Regions from separate parts of the Zea mays genome. Here region 1 is linked to region 2. The links are chromatin contacts, called in public Hi-C maps. All regions are on one chromosome and are shown on one strand. The core of a region is the stretch at or near the end of the contact, and the rest is flanking DNA. Distances in the headings are between cores, read along the strand shown.

The links. Hi-C and Micro-C count contacts between places; a contact is called where the count stands out from the background.
Region 1: a contact with region 2 is called in a Hi-C map of ear, with 3 times the contacts expected there. The contact joins the promoter of LOC100191754 here to the promoter of LOC103637625 in region 2. A contact is called at or near these places in 3 of 25 Hi-C or Micro-C datasets (ear, endosperm and tassel).

Annotation. Positions count from the first base shown.
Region 1 is chr1:89,115,022-89,121,977 of Zm-B73-REFERENCE-NAM-5.0, reverse strand. It overlaps LOC100191754, which reads right to left and starts at 3,917. Exons shown (of 10, transcript NM_001294151.1): 1 at 3,684-3,917; 2 at 3,372-3,457; 3 at 3,052-3,226; 4 at 2,745-2,921; 5 at 2,511-2,642; 6 at 2,130-2,228; 7 at 573-689. The coding sequence starts at 3,776. LOC103637627 (U-box domain-containing protein 36) reads left to right here and starts at 5,847. Exons shown (of 8, transcript XM_008659951.3): 1 at 5,847-6,115; 2 at 6,205-6,326; 3 at 6,448-6,569; 4 at 6,683-6,787; 5 at 6,883-6,956. The coding sequence starts at 5,950.
Region 2 is chr1:88,829,154-88,836,519 of Zm-B73-REFERENCE-NAM-5.0, reverse strand. LOC103637625 (silicon efflux transporter LSI3) reads left to right here and starts at 2,635. Exons shown (of 3, transcript XM_008659936.4): 1 at 2,635-3,893; 2 at 4,005-4,194; 3 at 4,795-5,404. The coding sequence starts at 2,859. The coding sequence ends at 5,069.

The DNA of each region.
Region 1 (6,956 bases), core at 2,668-5,167, 280 kb before region 2:
CTCACAAATTAATGTGTTACAGACATCTGGTTTCCATAAGGTGACTAACCACAAAAGATTTATGCATGGTAAGAGGTTAAAATTTTCAGTCACAGATTTAGCTCTATATAGAAGGCCTGACATGAAAAATCTCTTATCCTACTTCACTGCAAGAGAACACTTGAGAATTGAGAGTAGCAGTGGTAATGGATCGTGATCCAAATATTTCTTCACAATTTGTTTGAGCCCTTAATTATTTTTAGTTCAAAAATGAATAGAAATAGAGCCCGATCCTAATCCGATCCTATCCTTAAATTTTATAGTGTAAAGTTTAGAGCCCATTACCACCCCTAGTTGAGAGACTAATGCAGTTATCAACTTACTCGTCATAAATGGCCAGCCTCATTACAGGCTTATCTTTCAAGACAGATGTATTTTACCTAGCATTGCCGGCATGAATTAGGGCGAAATGAGAAGAATTTAAATTAAATAGGTTAACAAGCTTGGTTGATTACTAGCTTTCAGAACTTAAAATCACTGGACCTGCTAAAACCAATATTCAAGCCAAATAAAAAAGGTGTTAGCAGTTTTACCTTGACAACAAAAACATTGCATGAAGAAACTTCTTCAAGGTACTTCTTGTGAACAGCGTCCAAGTAGAGGACATCAGAATAACCCTTTTCCTTTGCAATTTTCTGTGCCATCAACACCTATACAATGACAAGAACACATGGTGACATTCAAGAAGGCTATAATGCTTAAAATCTGTGTATAACAACAAATCATGACTCATGAGACTGGCTGAAATGTCAGGACATAAACCATCACATCTAACATATTTATCTAAATCAAGCATCTGGCATTCTATAGAGGGTACAACAAAAGCTAAAATACAAGTTTTATAGGGCGGTGATTAGACCTTCTATGTTGTATGGTGTAGGTGTAGAATATTGGCCTAAAAAAGATGACATGTTCAGTAGATAATTGTTATGAAAATGCATATGTTGCGCTAGATTTGTGGTCATACAAGAAAGGATCAAGTCTAGAACGATGATATATGTGATAGGCTAGAGGTAGCACCAATTGAAGAAAAGCATGTCCAACACCGGTTCAGATGGTTTGGACATATCCAACAAAAACCTTCAGAGGCACCAGTGTGTAGTGAGATCCTAAGGTGGGATAGCAATGGGAAGATAGGCAGGGAAAAGCTGAAGTTGACATGGAAACAAGCAATAAAAGAAGAGCACTGGCATTTAATGTCTCGTATTTTACAAGTACAGATCGGTACTGATTTTGAATCAGTTGCTAGATGGTGGATTTCTGATAATAAGAACGCAGTGAATAACACTTGTAATTCTGCCATTTTAGGGAGCTTATGGAAAACACGAAATTCCGTTTGTTTTTAGGGAGAGCACTGGCGAGATGTTGAAGGTGGTGATGCGAGCTGCAGGGAAGATATTGAGAGGATGGCGAGTGTTATACAAACAGAAAGATGTCCCAGGCATGGAGGAAGTGTTGAGGTCAGAGGAGATACTGAAGACACCAATCAGAGTTGGTTGGGTACCAGCTATGGCGGAGATGAGGCAAGTGCATACAAGCTGGCCAGACTAGTCAACAACCGGCAAGCTGTACCGACCCTGGGTAGATGTGTGAACGCATAAGCAGTCACAATCCGAGAATGAACTTATAAACTCAGATAGTAACTCGTATTGGAATGTGATCAGTTTGGCAGGCACACATTCGAACCCACTAAATCACATGGATAATATTGGCTTTGTTTTTTCATAAAATAAAGCGGGGAGACCTTTTTGTCTAAAATCCATTAGCATGAATCACTTATTATGTAAGAAATAAACATATATAACACTTCATTTTCAGGAAATCTACATGTCACTGTTCCATTTTTACCATATACTTAGCTTCGAGTTTTGCCATTTCGTAGCAAGGTACAAAAGATGTATTCTCAAGAATTGTGCTTATGCCACGTTATATTCAATCACCTTGTTGGCTTTTTTGCAATTTGAATATTTGAAGCTAAAAAGTAGCTAGATTAGTATGTAAATAGGCAACAGCAGTATCAGGGCAGCGTTGCAGAAATTAAGTGGTGTAGCTTCAATAACTTGCGCAGCAAAGTAGAATAGATGAATTACCGAAGCATAATTTCCTATGGTCTTCACACCCCCAGTACCACCAGGAGTAGCACGATGGAACTTGTCTTCAACTATCAAATTTATTGGTGCTAAACCTTCCTGCAGACACCAGTGAATATATTCAACAAATAACTTTTATCTTGACGCATCACGCATCAACATCCAACAACTCCATAGGCTGATTTAACATAACCAATAACGGCACAACAATAACCATAATTCTAGTTGCAGCATAACTTTAATTCCACAGCACAAGGCCATGGGGCACATAGCACATGATATATAGGGGAAAAAGGTCAATTTATAATCTAATGGTCATTTATTTTAAAAAGTATTTTACAAAAATAGTGGAAACAGAATTTTAAAACAACCAGTACCAACCTTAAAGTAGTTTCCAACAGGAGAGACAAATATAATGAATGTATACTCAGGAGCAGGTGCAAGACCAAGAACAGCCCCACTTCCCATAAGTAAGGGCCTAATATACAGAGAACCTTTACCAGTAGGAGGAATCTGGAAGCATAAGATATTTAATGACCAATTAAATCATGATCATAAGTAATGGGTATAGCACTACAAAAGTACCCTAACTTTGTATCAATCCAGTGAATTTACCCATCTCTTATTTGCAAGAACGGTTTGTTTTACTGCATCAATAAACTGCTCGACAGAGGGTGCAGGCATGCACATCCTCTCAGCACCTGTCCGCATCCTCTCAGCATTTTCCTCTGGGCGAAATAATAGGATGGATCCATCAGTTTTCTTATACGCCTTTAGGCCCTCAAACAATCCCTACAAATCAGACTCAACGTCATTTTACCGCAAAAAATAGGAGTATTTATGCCTTCAAAAGTACTCTGTTTTCAGTTAATCTGATCTACCACAGAATATATGAAACAAAGAATCTATACATCCTACTAACCTGTCCATAATTTAGGACTCCAGAAGATGGACTCAGCGCTATAGGTCCAAAAGGCACCATTTCACCCTCAGAAAAATTCCCGTCTGTCCCGCACTTAGCAATATACATATAATCAGTTTGCACAATCCCAAAACCCAGGTTCTCCCAGTCCAAATCAACTGTTTCAGATGTTTGCCTGCTAAGCAGTAAGTGCCATGACATCAGAAGATCGTAACTAGATCGAGGACATGGATACAACCGTGGACAATTCGGTGCAAGAAAGTATCAATGACAGGTAAATGCCAACCAGGCATGCTATAACTATAATGGAAATGTCATACGTGTAGTTGCTTGCTAAAGCTCTGCATGCCCTTACAGGTCCAGCCTTTAGTGGGAATGACGAGATCGAATAAAGACGATTCTGAATCTGCACGAGCAAAAAAAAAGCATTGCAGCTTAGAATATTAAACGCGTGGGCGTAAAAGTACTCACCACTTCGATGATTTAACACCTCGGATTCCCCTCGTACCGAGATTCCCCAGTCCCCTCCTCCCATTCCCGGTCAATTACCTCACCAGATTCCACGCTTCCACACCAGAAACGTGTCCCGCACCAAACAGGCAAACACAAAGCTAACAACAGTACAGCACGACCTGAATAGACGGCGCCAGTGGCGGCGGCGAGAGGAGGAGCCAGTTCGGCCGTGCGACGAGCGGCGCGGCGGCGAGGACGGCGCCGTATTCCATTTCCTGCAAAGCTACGCCGTGTAGGCCGGGGGTTGCTCAGCGTGGTCTAGGGTTCCTGCGGCAGCGGGAGCGGCAGCGGCGGCGGCGGCAGAGCAGAACAGGTGGGCAGGGGATGAAGGAGACGAAGACAATGTCCAAATCGGACTGGAATTGCAGGGTGGTGGAATGGGTGGTTGGCTCATTGGCTGGTTGCACGGATAATGATCGATACAATACAATGACGTGTAGCTGTGTAGGTTGCCGAACGGGTGGGGTCCATAATTGGTCGGGCCGAGTAGTCAGTGGATGAGAGACGCCAACACGCCAAGTAAACCCAGCAGCCCAAAAGGTTTTATCCACATGGTTTTTTGGCAAATAGGCCCACGAGCCTCGCGCTTTGCCCCGTTCGTGGCTGAGGTGGCTTGGGACCGAGCCATCCAACATCCAACCTTAACCATAGTTGATGAATCATCGATGTCGTTGTTAGTTTGTTACATACGGACGCCGGACGCCGGCACCCCCACTCGTACTCTCCTGGTGCTCTTTGTTATCGACACGTCGGAATTGGAGTGGCTAGTCTAGGGTTTAGCCGTTTAGGTAACCCATGGGTGCTTTATCAGCTATTCAGTTACACTGTCGTAGCGGCGTACCGCTATTCACAACGGTGGTTTCATGGATATACTAATAGTGTGTCACAAAAAAATTAATGATATGACATACTCGATTGAGTTTTAAGAGGATTGAGTTTTATATGATGAAATCGAGTTAACATGGTTTCATCTCCATACAACTAATAGTATTTAAGAGGATTGAGTTTTATATGATGAAATTAGTTGTATGGAGATAGAACCATGTTAACTCGATTTCAAGGTCTTAAAAACCGTACGAAACTTTCATTAAAACTGATTTATTTTTATCTTCATATATTTTACTATTTTTTATTGGCTATTGAGTTGTGATATTTATTTGGTATGTTAGTCTATAAAATAGTGAAACGAAATATTGCATTGAGAGATATTTGTTTTATCCGTAGTTTCAAAGCACTTTTGGTGATGTGACAGTGTTGCAAAGAATGCTACGAAATTTCCAATGAAAATATTTCTTCCCTATTATTGTTGATTATTCATCTGACTTTTTCACATCTACTACAACAACATCCTCCTTACGGCAGCCAACTTCAATACTCAACAGGGATATATTCTGATCTTAGACAGAGCTTTCAGCTCCTGAACCTCCAGTTAGCTTTTATTTTGTTCCTACTTCTGCATGCTTAAAGAATCTCATGAAATAAGTTCTAGTGACGGTGTACCTTCTATGCTGCATTTTAAGTGAGCTGCAAGCCTTTATGTTTAATATAAGCTCAAGAATGGGTCGTTGGGTTCTACCGTTCTAGTGCATGGCTGTGTATGTTTAGTCTGCACCTGCCACCTTCCGGTTAAAACAAAACTAGGTTTATGCTACGTCCAAAAAAAAAAAAAACAAAACCACACGGTATCTGAACTACTGATATCCCAGTACAGCACCACCAGCATTGAATTGGTTGAATATTCTGTATTGAAATTTGAGTGATATTGAATTGCCCATTGTCTGCATGATTGCTCCCTTATCAATGTTGCTGGGAGCCTGAGACTCTGCTTTTGTTATCACTTATCGGGCATATGTAGCCAAATCTTCCCCAGGTGTTAAACGCTATACAAGATTTAAATTTTGATATTCTACATTAATAATTTAATATGTATGTAATTCAATATTTTGATACTAGATGTAATTCAACATTTTGTCTACATTAAAAATTTAAGATGCTCAAACCTCATGCCGTGTGCTTTGCTCCCAGTCAGTTGAAACTTGGACCAAAGCAAAACATCGCGTGGGTGACTGTTAAGTCAGTCAACTGCTCAAGGCGTTACGAAACAAACGAAAATTTGTCTGATGCGACAGGCGCTCACACTGAGCTAAAGAACTGCTGTGCTGGTAGCCTGGGAACTTCCTCCTTGTCTCTCTGTACGTCGCTGTCGCGTGCCGTTGGCTTCCTCCCTCCTCGCGACCTCGCACGGTGTCGCTGTCCCGCGTCCAAAGTCTCTTGTGTTGTACTATCTTATACAAGTCCAACGTCTGCGTGTTCCTTATGCCACCGGACGACAAGGAGGAGCTCTTCTAAACCGAGGCTCTTCACGGCGAACTCTTTGCGAAGAAGATGGCGGCAGCGGTGGTGGATAAGGTGTTCGTCGCGCTGCCGGCGGAGGTGAAGGCGGGGCAGTCCACGCTGGCGTGGGCTCTCGACCGTTTCGGCGGCGGCGGCGGCGGCAGAACCACGGTTGTGATCGCACATGTGCATGTCCCGCCACAGATGATTCCAGTGAGTACGTGCTTCTTCATCTTATTACATATGCTTTTTTTACATATGCTGCTGTGGTTAGATGGTTTTATTGATCCTATCTTTTTATGTCAGTGGGGGTCAAGTTCCACTCTAGTAAACTGAGCCCCGAGCAAGTGAAACTGTTCAGAAGGATTGAGCATGAGAGGGTGGACAAACAGCTAGACGGTTATGTTCGCCAGTGCTCAAAAATGAAGGTGCTATTTTACATTTACCTTCTTCAGATGGTTTTGGCGAGCAGTTACCAATTTAACAGTTAGCATCGAGTTCCAAAACCGAACAGGATGGCTGATAGGTCCCCATGTTCTGTGAATTCAGGTCAAATGTGAGAAACTAGTTTTTGAGAAGGACGACGTTGTGGCCGGTCTGGTTGAACTCGTCGTCTTGCATAAAGTCACTAGGCTAGTTATTGCAGCTGCTGCAGACAGGCAATATTCAAGGTGAATCAGACAAAAAAAATCTGTTTTTTCAAATTTGAATTCTGCATCTGGTAAGCTTAGGAAGTTATAAATCCGTCATGTATCAAGAGTGCATTTGTCAACTTCGGTTTCAGAAAGATGGATAGACCCAAGTGTAGGACAGCAACAGAAATCATGCAGAGAGCTGATCCATCGTGCAAGATCTGGTTTGTTTGCAAGGGACAACTGATCTGTACCAGGTAAAGTCTGAGTAGTAACTTTTGGATTTCGGTGGTGGTGGTGGCCAATGAACAATGTGGGGTTCACAAATTTCTGATCGGCTTCCATATGACAGGGGTGTGGAAGAGGAGGTTGCGCCATCAGCTACACCTTTTGTCCCTGATGATCTTGATCACCAGGCTCTGCAGT
Region 2 (7,366 bases), core at 1,386-3,885:
TATTTTATAGCAGCTAGCTAGCCCGATTAATTGCACAAAGAGCACACAGCCGGCCGGGCGGAGCGGGATCAAATGGCAGAGACTCTCTCGTCAGAGACCCCCATAGTCACACAGACACAGGTCAAAGCAGCGCGTGCCGTAGAGGGTATTGTACGTGTCACGCATGCATACATGTATGGTAGTTTTACCACGCGTGATATACCACTTATTACGGTACGGTACGTCGTAGACAGGGGCGAAGCTACGTGTTAGCATGCACCCCCAAAATCAAAAAATTAGTTATAGTAGTTAAATTTTCATCGTATAAGCATTACCTACATCTTATCCTTATGCACCTAGCTTCACCACTGGTGGTAGAGGGTTGCATTCGCACGGCCGACGACCGACGTGCTATACCACTTGCAGCTGTGCCTGTGCGGCCGGTAGTTTTAGCACGCGCGTGGTGTGGACAAGCTACCTCGCTTAGGAAATAGAAAGTGCATGCTTACGTGTACGTGATATGCAAAGCAGTTGGTATCGGTGATATTTTTGGTTCATGAAATCGTGTTTTTTAAAATAACAAAAATAAATAAAACAAAGATTGACGTTTTAGTGTGGTGTACTACTGTACTGTGGTTAGTTTTTGCCTTAAGGTTAATTGGTTGATATTTTTAGTTTAATTTCTCTCCCGTTCGATTCGTACTTCGTGATTAAATTAACATCTAATCGATCATGTATATCCAACCCCGGTGACGGTCCGAACTAGATTCAGTGGATGGTCTATATAGGCCACGGCACACTCTAAGATTAAAGAAGAGTAGTTAGTCTAGTAGTATAAACATTGTATCTTGAACTTATATATTAGCCATAGTTTGAGCCTTTTGAACCCTTATTTTTTTGTTTCTTTTTTAATATTGTTTGGCACAACCTAAACATAACAATTGGGTCCGCCACTAACGACAGCTTAGGCAGGGTTTGGAGTAGCAGCGTAGCGCCAACATACAAGGATTTTGATGGGCTTCACAAAACAAAATGTACTACCACAGCAAATCTAGAGAGCAAGACTGAAGTATTGAGCCGCCATGAGTCGTCAAGGTGGTTAGCGTGGACGTCACAGTGATAGGGTAAAACCAAGTTAGGCTATCCGCGCGCTCATAATATTCTAAATTCGTACTTTAAAAAGATATTCTATCAAGATTATCTATCATATACCACAATCTTCGTAGTTATATATTTACTCTGTATCTCAACCATATATCAACTACCACATATTGCGCCAGCTCACGATCTTGAACGTACTAGCACGTTTGGAGTAATTAGGACCCCGATCCCGCTTAAATTATAAGTATGCCATATGTCATTGTTATTATTGCAAAACATTGTCACTTATATACATCGTAAGATGTAAGAAATCATTATATGTACTTCAAAATTAACACATTTGTGCAACGACTGATATCTTGACAAGATAATTATTTCTTTTAGCATTAACTAGTACGTGAAAATATTGCCATGTGCAAGTTTAATGGGTCCATATGGGATTGAGGATGGGGAATGCTTCTTGTCCCTATCCCCATTTACCCTCGTGAAACGTGTATTCTCCGTTTAATCTCCATAGGTAATCTTCATAGGGGAAGAAACCTGTCCATCCCTATATCGTAACGGAGAAATTCTCCGCGGTAAATTGGGGAACGGGTCCTTAGGCTATCCGCACTCATACTACCCTATTTCTCTACCCTAAAAGGAATATTCCATCCTGGTCAGCGAGGTTTTTTACTATATTCAACAATTCTTCACGGTCACAATTACTCTATATATATCTACCCTATACCAACTATCACATATTCTATTATTATTTATTTTTCACCTCTATCCTATCCATACCCAGCTGCCAGCCAACGAGGAGAGGAGAGAGATTATAAAGTTGAAGAAAAGGGTGCGCTAGATATAAGGTTCTCCTAGCCAACCGTAAGCTTACAGTAGTGCTTCCAGTCCACCGTTGCAGCTGTCCTCGCGCTGTAAATATTTAAGGTTGGTGCTTACAGTCACCAGTGCGGACAGCCTTATTGCCATTTGTAGACGAGGTGCCCCGTTGCGGCAGTTTCTCTACTGCATACGTTGGTAGCGTTCGGTTTTCAGTCCTCGATGCGGGTAGTCTTAGCGTGGAAGCAGTCGTAGGCAACAGTGGACGAAGCGGTGGCCGCGAGCGCGAGGTGGTTCAGCGCAGCGGGACACGAGAGAGGGGGTGGGCATTAAAGAAGGTAAGGCTATCCGCAACCGTTACCACTAAATTTTTTCTCGTATATCACTTTTCCCCCTATTTTCCCCCTATTTTTTCATCTCTCGCAGCGGTTCCCTCTAAATACTCCCCTATACCCCACTACAACTATAAAATATCATTATCTATTTGAACTATCAATTTTTTATCTACTAATAATTACTCGTGGACCTACAGCACAGTGTTTAGGGTGATAAACAGTGACACGCTAGATCTAGAGGGAGAGAGAGAAGGGGGCCGACGCGTAGAGGACGCTGTAGGGGGCACCGCTGCGGGCGTAGGGTGCCCCCTACAGCCGCCATGTAAGGGGAGGGAGATGGCTAGCGTGTACCGCTGCGCACAGCCTAATGGCTACAAGTTGGATCAAGAGATCCGATATAACTTTATACCAAGAAAAATCTCGAGCGCCAACAGACCTCGGACACTATAGCTCCTTCTGTAGGTAGCCCCCACACCGAGATATTTGACGTCACCTGGAGAGCATGCAGGGTCTTGCTCTGCCACTACATAAACCTCAGGCGAGGCACCCCTCTGCTTCGTCGAGCTCAAAGCAGAGAGTGGTCGCAACAAGGTGAGTTCCATTCCATCCCATCCATCAGCCATGTCGCAGCTGGCGCCTCTGCCCAAGGTGGTGATGGGTTCGCTGGCGTTCGGCGTGTTCTGGATGCTGGCGGTGTTCCCCTCGGTGCCGTTCCTGCCGATCGGGCGCACGGCGGGGGCGCTGCTGGGCGCGGTGCTGATGATCGTGTTCCACGTGATCAGCGCCGACGACGCGTACGCCTCCATCGACCTCCCGATCCTGGGCCTGCTGTTCGCCACCATGGTGGTGGGCGGCTACCTCAAGGGCGCCGGCATGTTCAAGCACCTGGGCAAGCTGCTGGCGTGGCGGAGCCAGGGCGGCCGCGACCTGCTGTGCCGCGTCTGCGTCGTCACCGCGCTCGCCAGCGCGCTATTCACCAACGACACCTGCTGCGTCGTGCTCACCGAGTTCGTGCTGGAGCTGGCCGCCGAGCGCAACCTCCCCGCCAAGCCATTCCTGCTGGCGCTCGCCACCAGCGCCAACATCGGCTCCAGCGCCACGCCCATCGGCAACCCGCAGAACCTGGTCATCGCCTTCAACAGCAAGATCACCTTCCTCAGCTTCTTCTTCGGCATCCTGCCCGCCATGCTGGCCGGGATGGGCGTCAACACGGTCATGCTGCTCTGCATGTACTGGAACGACCTCGAGGGCGCCGCCGCATGCGGCAGCCCCGATGATGAGAAGGAGATGGAGGCCGTCGAGGAAGGGCGGTCGCCGGCCTCGGTGCTCTCGCTCAAGAGTAGCCCCACCGCCGCCCAGCACGTCGCCCTGCGCCAGCGCCAGAACGGCAACGGCAACGGCCACGGCCACGGCCACGACGCGGACGATGACGACCCCGACTCCATGATGTCAGAGAACATCCCGACAAAGCACCGGTGGTTCATGCAGTGCTCGGAGCACCGGCGTAAGCTGTTCCTCAAGAGCTTCGCGTACGTCGTCACCGTTGGCATGCTCGTGGCATACATGCTCGGCCTCAACATGTCGTGGACCGCCATTACCACCGCCATCGCGCTCGTCGTCGTTGACTTCCGCGACGCCGAGCCGTGCCTCGACAAGGTACGTAACTAAGCTTGCTCACGTCGCAAGAGGAGGAATGGAATGGTACGTGGTGGGCATGCTGCACATCGATCTCATGTGTATATGTTCTGGGGGTGCACGTGTGCGCAGGTGTCCTACTCGCTACTGGTCTTCTTCTCGGGGATGTTCGTGACGGTGAGTGGGTTCAACAAGACGGGGCTGCCAGGGGCCATCTGGAACTTCATGGCGCCCTACGCAAAGATCAACCACGTCAGCGGCGTCACCGTGCTCTCCCTCATCATCCTGCTCCTCTCCAATCTCGCGTCCAACGTGCCAACTGGTATTACATATATATATTAGGACATGCATGCTTTTTTTAATTAGGGGTAAACGTAAATACGTACATATATATATACTGTAGTACAACTGCTAAACCACACTTGTTATAAAAAGTGATGAAACACACTACTCTTTTTTTTCATGTACTACAACTGACAAAAAAGCACCAAACTAAGTTCAATGGCTACTAGCTAGCTAGTGTGTGTGTGCGTGTACAGAGTGCACTATATAATGACCTAAATTATACACAACGCATATATGACACATGAAACTGAAAGCGTGGCAAAATGGCAAATAGTACGTGTTCCTTCCTATAGCTAAGATATTTTGTGGTTAAAGGTTTCTTTCCTTTTAGCAACTAACAAGTAGGGGCGTGAAAGTAGTCAAACGTCTGCTTATATATATATTATCTCTAGTTATTTTCAAGTAAGTGTGTGGTCGATCGTGAACACCAGCTCGTTAAGCACTAATGTTACCTCCTTTGACACGACATATTGATAAAAACTAGTGTACTTGACACGTACTTCTGGCAATTATATACTGTGTGTGGCCACATGTATATGTTAATTACTCCTCATATATACACTATATATATCTTCAGTGCTGCTGATGGGGGACGAGGTGGCGGCCTCTGCGGCGACGATCTCTGCGTCGGCGGTGACGCGGTCGTGGCTGCTGCTGGCGTGGGTGAGCACGGTGGCGGGCAACCTGTCGCTCCTGGGGTCGGCGGCGAACCTGATCGTGTGCGAGCAGGCGCGCCGCGCGCCGCGCAACGCGCACGACCTCAGCTTCTGGAGCCACGTCGTGTTCGGCGTCCCTTCCACGCTCGTCGTCACCGCCATCGGCATACCGCTCATCGGCAAGATCGCCTTCTAGCCTGCTGCCAGTGTATGCTGCTAATAGTGTACTGATTAATCAGCTAGCAGCTAGCGTCGTTCCGATGTATCCACATGCATGCATGGACGAGGATTCAGCAACTACAAACGTCGTCGTCGCGTGGCATGGCGACTGGTGCTGGTGTGGTCGACGGGGCAAGCTAGGCAAGCAATTAAGCGCCCCTACTACACACTCGTGATTTGCATGTTTTTTTAAGTCTCAGCTATATCTATATCTATATCTATATTTGCTGTATAGCTTTGTCATATGCTCAATCTGGGACGACGACGACTGTGCCGTAAGGTCGATCGTTAACAGGGATTGCATTGCGTTAATTGTCAGATGTTAAGAAATGTGCAACTAATGCGACAATTAATTAAGCAGCGGATGCTGAACGAAGAACAGTTGGCCTTGTTTATCTGCAGCTTCCGAATAAATAGAAGCTGATGTATACTCCGTAACTGAGTACGTATTTTAAATTGATTGGGACACTCGATTGATTTCCAGCCGTTGGATGGAGATCCAATAGTCAATCTCTTTTCTTCTACCTCCAGTCACCAGTCTCCTTCTACACGTCAGGCCATCCATGGCGTCTCCCGTAAAATGCCCCAAATATAGGACACGCGCTATAAAATGACTCAAATATACATACTACACATAGTAGTGTCATATCCTTGTTTTTTCTACATCATTCTCAATAATTTATTTTCTAGTAATATAGTTTACTTTGTAAAATACATGATTTAGAGCTTAACTGTTGAAGCGCAATTTGTTTTTAGTACCCTAAACACTTTAAATTATGTAGTATTTTAACTTTGTAGACACTGTTTTAAATCAGCTTGTTAGAGGTGCTCTTAGTTAGCATTCTCTCGAAATAGAATTTAGTCAATGTTATGTAGTGCCTAAATATACTATAGTGAGTATAACAGACTTAGTAAAATGTTGTCTTCTACATAAACTAGAGCGAGTGGCATAGTGTGTGTGGCAGTGTTCACTGTTTCTGCTTCTGACTCTTGCTAATATACTGTTGAGTTTGTGATCTAAATTTTGCATACGGTGACCCTAAATAGGGTTTGCAGTGCGCCATTAGTTTTACTACTCTGGTAAGCCGAGACGTTGTTATGTAAACACTATATATACAGTCAAAGTTTCGTCTGACTGGTGTTAATGTTTCCCTTCGCATCGAAGGGTTTCCATATACATTTATGTGGCGTGCTTTTTGGTTTGTTGGTTGATCTATTTCGTTTTGTCTGCCGTTTCTGCTAACAATATACTACTGTAGTTGTATATGCATGTCCTGCTTGTGTTTTCTTTTGGGAGGAAAATAATGCATCATTAGTGGAGATAGTTGGAATCACGGTCACGCCAACGTGGCATCGGCTGCTGCCCCCTCTCCGGTCCTCCAGCCTCCAGGCCACTAGCACAAAAAAGGGAGATCGGCAACTAATTAGGCTAACCTGTTGTATATGATATTGGAAAGCTAGCAGCAGGATGCGTGAGTGCTCACTGGTACCTCGCTCTCGAGGGTGCAAAAACGCCGTTGGAATTGGAAACCTTGTAAAAGAAAGAAGGAACGCACATTTCTCGCAACGTACGTCCTGCTGAAAAGCGAAAAGGTATCGTATCATATATACTCATGTACTTTAGCTTTATCAAATATTGAAGAGAATGGAAGCCAGCGTTCATTCGTGTTGATCTCTGAAGAACTCGTATAGAGGTCACAGAACCGTGCACAAGAAGTGCACGCGACGAGCGATGGTCGTGGGCGACGTCGCGGCCACTACCTCAGGGCCAACTCTAGTCAAGGTCGTCCTCAGTCTACATTTGATCGTCTTAGAGCAACTCTAGAAGGCTACTAAAAGAATATTCCCTAAAAGTTGTTATTGAGGGTTGTTGTAAAAATAAATTTACCTAAACAAATCTAAACTCACAGCAGACTCCTAATAATACATCTCTAAATTTTTTGAAACAACCACGTGGGCCATGGCATGCATTGAACAACGAACCAAATAGCAGCGGTGTGTGTCTATCCGTTGACCGTTCATGCATAGTCTGATTGAATGCATGTATCCAGATGCGCACGCTCGGATGACCCTGGCTGACCTGATAGGCTGATACGGTAATTTTCTGCATATGAGTTGATGCAACCAAATAGCTATAAAATAGCTTGTTTTGCATTCGCTCATGCAGTCTGCGTCTCCCTTGTGCAAGCAACCAAACAGGAGCTCAGATAGAGTCAATGCATATGGTGGTCCAAGACGAGACGGTACGGGTAACCAAACATATGGGCAGTGCAC